2 separate regions of the Mus musculus genome follow, and region 1 is linked to region 2. A link is a contact called in public HiChIP or PLAC-seq data. All regions are on one chromosome and are shown on one strand. The core of a region is the stretch at or near the end of the contact, and the rest is flanking DNA. Distances in the headings are between cores, read along the strand shown. Region 1 holds the start of 4930447C04Rik (RIKEN cDNA 4930447C04 gene). Region 2 has its middle 11 kb from the start of Gm40441.

Region 1 (3,010 bases), core at 12-2,511, 63 kb after region 2:
GTTATAATACTGTTTCAATTATTCACTCCTAAAATAAATAGCTCATCATTACTCAAAAGAAAGACCCCCCTCTCATACATACAAGTTGCCCTAAGCAGTTTAATTATGCACTATGCTATATAAGATAAAACCAAAAGACTAAAATATTTATTTCATGCAAAACTACTTACTATTAATTCTTTGAATCGTATCTTCTTTAATACTTATGTCTTGCTCATACTGGAAAACTAAAAATAAACATTTGAGATTTTTCTTCATGGTTAAATGTCAAATGTTAATACAAATTACTATTTCTTCTTTATTTTCATTTTATACCTACCAAATTCCAACAAAAGCCTGTCCAAACTGACAAACAGATTATCATTCATCTTGGACACTGTGTAAAATAAATAATAAAACTTTCAGAAGCCATATATAAAAGAGCATACATAAAGTAAGAACCTTTCTAGTATAGCATTCTTAAAAGGAAAATGTAAGTGGATTAAGACATGGTGAGAAGGGAGTCTCTTCCAATTAGCTGCTGAATTCCCAGCCAGCGCTTCCAGAGCCCAGATAAACAACTGAGTGGATACCCAAAGGGCTCCGCAAGACGGAAAGTTCTAGAAGTTTTCCTTCGTGACTGCTGTTGAGTTTTTGAACGACTAGAACCCAGACATCTAGATTTCTTATGATCTATTCCAAAACTTATGCGTCAACTGTAGGGGAACTCTTAGCGCCCTTCGTGGAAGGGGCTCTAGAGAAATGGTGTAAGTTGACGAGTGACCGCCATGTGTTTTGTTTTCTTTTGCTTTTTAAGGTTTTCCACAGCTCTCAGTCCTAGCCCCGCCCGCCCCAGGCTGGTTTCGCATCCCCACTCCTGCATTCATGCCAGGAATCCGCCCAAGGGCATGGCCCCTTCCGCAGATGCTCCCCTCAGCGGAGGCCCTGGTCCCTGGCGCCAGGCCCTGGCACGTGGCTCTGTGGAGCGCGGCGGCCTCTTCAGACCTGCTGCCTTCTCCTCAGACCCGCTGCCCTCTCCTCAGACCCGCTGCCTCCTCCTCAGACCCGCTGCCTCCTCCTCAGACCCGCCGCCCTCTCCTCAGACCCGCCGCCCTCTCCTCAGACCCGCTGCCTCCTCCTCAGACCCGCCGCCTTCTCCTCAGACCCGCCGCCTTCTCCTCAGACCCGCTGCCTCCTCCTCAGACCCGCTGCCCTCTCCTCAGACCTGCTGCCTCCTCCTCAGACCCGCAGCTTTCTCCTCAGACCGCTCTTCCACCAGCGTCCCCTCCCCTCCCCGGCCCACCTAACAGGTCCCTACGGGTCCCCACGGGTCCCCGGACATCCGCTGGTCCCCGGGTCCCCAGGGCGGGGTTCTGGGAACACCACCAGACCTTCTGAGGTTTAAGAGTCTAAGCCCTTTGGCTGGGGCCTTGAGAGACCCCGCGCACCACGTGGTAGGCCACAGTTCTCGCGAGATCACATTGACGCGGGGTGGGGGGGGGGCGCTCCCCCAGGTGGAGCGGTCAAAAAAATCCCAAAATGGGTGCTGGATGCAGAAAGCGGTGCCAGAAGAAACGGCTGGCGTTCTTTTTTCTTTTGTCTTTTTTGGTTTTTCGAGACAGGGTTTCTCTGTGTAGCCCTGGCTGTCCTGGAACTCACTCTGTAGACCAGGCTGGCCTCGAATTTAGAGATCTGCCTGCCTCTGCCTCCCAAGTGCTGGAATCAAAGGTGTGCGCAACCACGCCCGGCAGGAACGGCTTTCTTCAGGCTAGTTTTCTTCAAACACTACCCTCGCCTCACTAACAAAATGGCTTGAAAATCAGCACTAAAATGGACATTAACACAAGAAAAACAAAATTTCTTTTTAAAACTACTGTCCCTAGGTAATTTATGCATTTGAACTTTGTGTATCCAAAGCGAACATACAGAAGGAAAAAAAAAATTCCCTAAATTGGGTCTATTTTTATTTTTTAATCGACTAGTAATGGGGACTGAACTGATTGAGCTATGCCATTTCTCAGTTCTATGTTTCTAATGGAAATGGTACTATTATCATCCTAACTCATCTCAACAAGTGTTGTCATAAATTAATTAAATTAAAAAAAAAGCATCCAGCATTTTTCTCAAATCTCTCAAATTACGCACACACACACATAATCAATTTTATTATAACCCGTTATATTACTCACTGGTATTAATGATACCAAACCATCAAGGCTAATAAGTTTTGATGATATAAGAGTTTAGAAATTTTATTCTTTTTTCTGTGTATGTGAGAATCTATTTTTCCAGGTTTACCAAAGTGTAACTTACAATTTATTTGTATATATTTACAATTTGTATATAGATACAAATTTGAATATATTTACAGTGTGTAACATAGAAACTTGAACGCATTAATGTATTCGCTGTCTATTGCTAAAATCTACGGACTACTAACTTTGTTCTAATGACATGTGTTTTGGCTCATACTTCCTGAGGTCCAAGGCTGAGGGGCCACATCTGGTGATAACTCTTTCGGCAATAAAGTCCCAACGCAGTGCAAGGCATCACACCACAAGATATCAATCAACCATGTGTACTGGGTCTCTTCTGGTCCCTCATCTTCTTTTTACAATCTATCAACATTCAGTTATGAAGGTCCCATTCTAGTGACTATATCTAATTCTAATCTCGCCCCAAAGTCCCCACTTCTGAACACTAGAGTTAGGGTAAATGCCTACTGCCTTAATATCTCAAAATGGGGATTAAATTCCAGCACCGGAAGCCTTGAGGGAAGCCATCCAAAGTATGCACAAGCCATAATAATTAGGAAAGACTGAAAAGAAATCAATTTATGAGCATACCCACCACCTCATACAATGATCATTTGTGTAGTTGGTGAGGTCACTTAAGACCTACTGTCTTACCAGGTGTCAAGTACAAAATACAGTATTGACTATGGTCACCATGGTGCATACTAGTTTTCCAGAATTTTTTCATCCTGCCTCACTGAAATTACATGCCCTCTGATTAAAACTCCACCCCCCCC
Region 2 (3,356 bases), core at 5-2,504:
CCACATTTTCTTTAGGTAAGGGGCTGGCTGGCTTATTGTCTTCCTTTTTGCAGAAATATGGAGCAAACACTTCTCCCATCAGACTGCACGTGACGCTAGGCCAGCAGTTCTCAACAAGTGGATTGTGACCCCCAGATACCCTGCATATCATATATTTATTTACATTATGATTCATAACAGTGGCAACATTTCAGTTATGAAACAGCAATGAAAATAATGTTAAGGCTGGAGGTCACTATAACTTGAGAAATGGTATTAAAGGGTCTCAGCATGAAGAAGGTTGAGAACCGATGCTCTGGGTGGCTGTTCTCCCAGTCCCCACAGCAGTTTCTATACAAACACTCCACTCCTGTTTGTCTTTGAAGGACCATCTATGTTCCATGCTTGCATCCTTGGCCTCTAGAATGGAGACTGGCAGCAGAGGAGTGTTGAATGCAGGTGCCCTCAGAGTGCTCACTTGTTTATGAAAGTCGCTTTGCCCGAAAAAAATCCTTGAAATAGGAAATATGACTGTCTCCCAATTAAGCATAATTTCCACGTTATTTCAGAATTGATAGGTCTATTGGTATGGCTACAACCAGGCTGCTGTTCTTCTGTGCCAGCCTCACAAAGAGCCCGCCCAACCCCATCCTTTTGATGGGAAATCACCCGTTAGCTTCGCGGCTTCCAGACAGAGACTATTTTTACTTTCTCGTGGTTCTTGCTTCTTCTCAGCCAGGTGAAAATTTTAACGGGTGTTTAAAAGCCACGCGTTTTAAATGCCGGCTGAGTTTTGTCCAGCAATGTACAGTCTCCCCACAGAGGACACAATCAAGAAATCCAATTTCCCATCCAGTTCCGTCCAGTTGTTGTGCAAATCAATGAGCATGCAAAGCCAGCAAACTCGACAGCACCGCTGAATAGAAGTTTTCCTGTTTACCTTCTTAGCACTTGTTTAAGTTCTAAGGAGAGAGACCTGGCCATTTTGTTACAGAATGGGCGTTTTCAATGCAAAGGGGGGAGGGAAAAAATCACAGTTTTGAGTTTTTACAATGTTTGCCCCTTTTCCCAGCAGGGATATGTTTTGAGTGCTCGGAGACAAAAAGTGTGGCCTCAACAAGCAGAATTTTAAAAAAGAACATCATTTTCATTATGTAGTCAATCTCAATTACAAGCAAATGTTTTCTCTGTGGAGACTCTTCTCCTTTCAGGGCATTATGTGAGCCTCTTTTGTGGATTGAGAGAAAGGATCAGTGGTCAATAGCGAGCAGAGTGCGGTGTTCACTGGAGTTTTGTATCCCTCCGTCTCCTACATAATGCGTTTTGTCAGGAGAACAGCCCGCCACCCTGAGCAGATTTGCCGAATTAAAGAGCGCAGCGGGGAAAGGAAACTTGTTGCTAGGTGACTGACCGCCTCTGCTTGGCGGGTCTGGGCCGAAGGTGACTCTGCTTTTCTTCCACTACTTAATCTTGCCTTTTAATCTGCATCTACAATTAACTCTGTTAATGCCACACACCCATTTGTTTCTGCACTTCAGGCAACCGATTTATCATTATTTAGTCTTTACGCTCAAATAACAAAACTATTTTCCCTCCATTAGGGTCACACGAGGCGCAACATTCTGCGGTGCAACAGGGAGATGAAGTCGGCCCAGTCGCTATTGCCTCACTTCCTGTGAGGGTTTCAGGGGTTCTTTTGCTAATCTGAACAACAACAACAACAAAAAACCAGATCCTGAGAAAATACGCTTGCTTTTCATTAACTCTGCTGTTTGCAAGTGCTGAAGTAATTGAAGTGTTCTTGGTGACTTTAAATTCCTCTTAGTGGCATATATCAACATTAAAAAAATGCTCCCCCCCCTCCTTAGAGGCTCATATAATTGTTCAGCCTAAAACAAATGCATCCCTTACAATATCTGTGCGAGGCATATCCTCTGTGATCGTCTTTAGCTGAACTTGGATGCAGATGAGTAGAGAGCATGCAAAAAAAACCGATTCAAGTCGCATCCAGGGCAGCTCGGTCTTAGCGAATACTCTTTCAGAGGGAGAGCTAAAGTGGCTTCGGGTCTGGGCTCACTTCTGACACTACTCCTGACTAAATGGCTCCATACCTGGCTATCTGACCTTCCTGGACATTGTGTGTGCTAAGGCATAATTTAAGAACCTTATTAACCGTTCTATATCTATACAGTCAATTATGTGATTAAAAGACGTCATCTGGAGGCAAACTCACATTGGATGCATTCAAATCTCACCCATACCACTTATGGATTGCTTGACCCGAGGTAATTTAATCTCCCTTTGGTCTCTTCATCATTAAAACAGAGATAATGGTATCTGTCTTGTTGTGGTTTTTGTGCCTCATGTAAGATTAAATGACCTAACATATGCAGAGCAGTTACAATTAGTCTTTATCAGTTGTTCTATTGACAGCACAATGAAGTCATCACTGCTGCGAGCTAAAGCCAACCTGTGTGCCCTCAGGGGTTTGTAAATATGTAGCCTCTTGTAGGGACTTTAGTTTTGCAGATTCTATCTGGTAACTTTGCCAAAGACAGGGTAAGGACACTTTCCCCCTCCCCCAAGAGTGTATATTTTGTACGCTCTGTAGGGTTATATTAAAGTTTTGTTTTAAAAAGTGCTCAATCTCATCCTTTCAAATGAAGGCAAGGCAGCGCTATGGGCTTTTATGCTAGGCACATTTGGAGAGCATTAGGCTATAATTAAACTAACTGGGGCTAGTCGGAGGTTGCGATGGCTGTACTTCAGCAGTGCATAAAAGCTTCGTGCGCACAGAGAATTAGGAAGCCAGAATAAGGGCCATTAGGATGTCATTTACTACATTCTCATTTGATCAATTTATACTCTTTAATGTGATGGCCTGGTTTGCATCCTTTCTGCAGGTGTTAATTCTTTGCCTTTGACTCTTGAATGCACTGTCTGTGAATGTGCAGTAAGTCTGCTCCTGTGTGGTGATGGAGGTGAGATCACACCGGTGTGGAGGTAACGCCTCATTCGTTGTCACTGTCACACACAATGGGGCAGGTGGAAAGCATCTTCATGCTGGTCTGAGCCGAAGCTAAAGCTGTGTTAGGCATGATGGCCTGAACCTACACTGCATGGGGATTGACTTTGATTTTACATCAGGATATTGCTTTAGTATTGATCGGCAACGAGAGTAAATACAGCATCTATCAGTGCTTGAAGCAAATGGTTCAACTGGGGACTCGTGCGTGATCCCGCTTGCTTTAAAGGTATTCCCGGGTAATGAAGAATTCTCATTTCTAAGTGAGGCAATAGACACCCAGTGGTTCTTGGTGCCTGAAGTAAGCGAGTCCAAGGCAGAATGAGTGGAACGCAGATGTGCCTCCCTCAGG

The links. HiChIP or PLAC-seq counts read pairs in DNA pulled down with a chosen protein or histone mark.
Region 1: a contact with region 2 is called in an RNA polymerase II HiChIP or PLAC-seq map of embryonic stem cells, with 22 read pairs. The contact joins the promoter of 4930447C04Rik here to the enhancer-like site in region 2. A contact is called at or near these places in 7 of 484 Hi-C or Micro-C datasets (bone marrow-derived DN2 thymocytes, embryonic stem cells and nephron progenitors), 8 of 115 datasets of contacts at active chromatin or transcription factors (craniofacial prominence, embryonic limb bud and embryonic stem cells) and 2 of 9 other capture datasets (adipose tissue and pancreatic islet).

Annotation. Positions count from the first base shown.
Region 1 is chr12:72,916,504-72,919,513 of GRCm38.p6, forward strand. 4930447C04Rik (RIKEN cDNA 4930447C04 gene) reads right to left here and starts at 1,262. Exons shown (of 18, transcript NM_029444.2): 1 at 1,205-1,262; 2 at 320-376; 3 at 171-227. The coding sequence starts at 368.
Region 2 is chr12:72,853,262-72,856,617 of GRCm38.p6, forward strand. No RefSeq gene overlaps it. Among named protein-coding and RNA genes, the nearest start is that of Gm40441, 11 kb to the left of the region's middle. Within about 2 kb of position 1,255, at least 18 of the 459 cell types and tissues checked have an H3K27ac peak or open chromatin away from gene starts, as enhancers often do. A contact at or near this core is called in craniofacial prominence and embryonic stem cells, where this site is marked.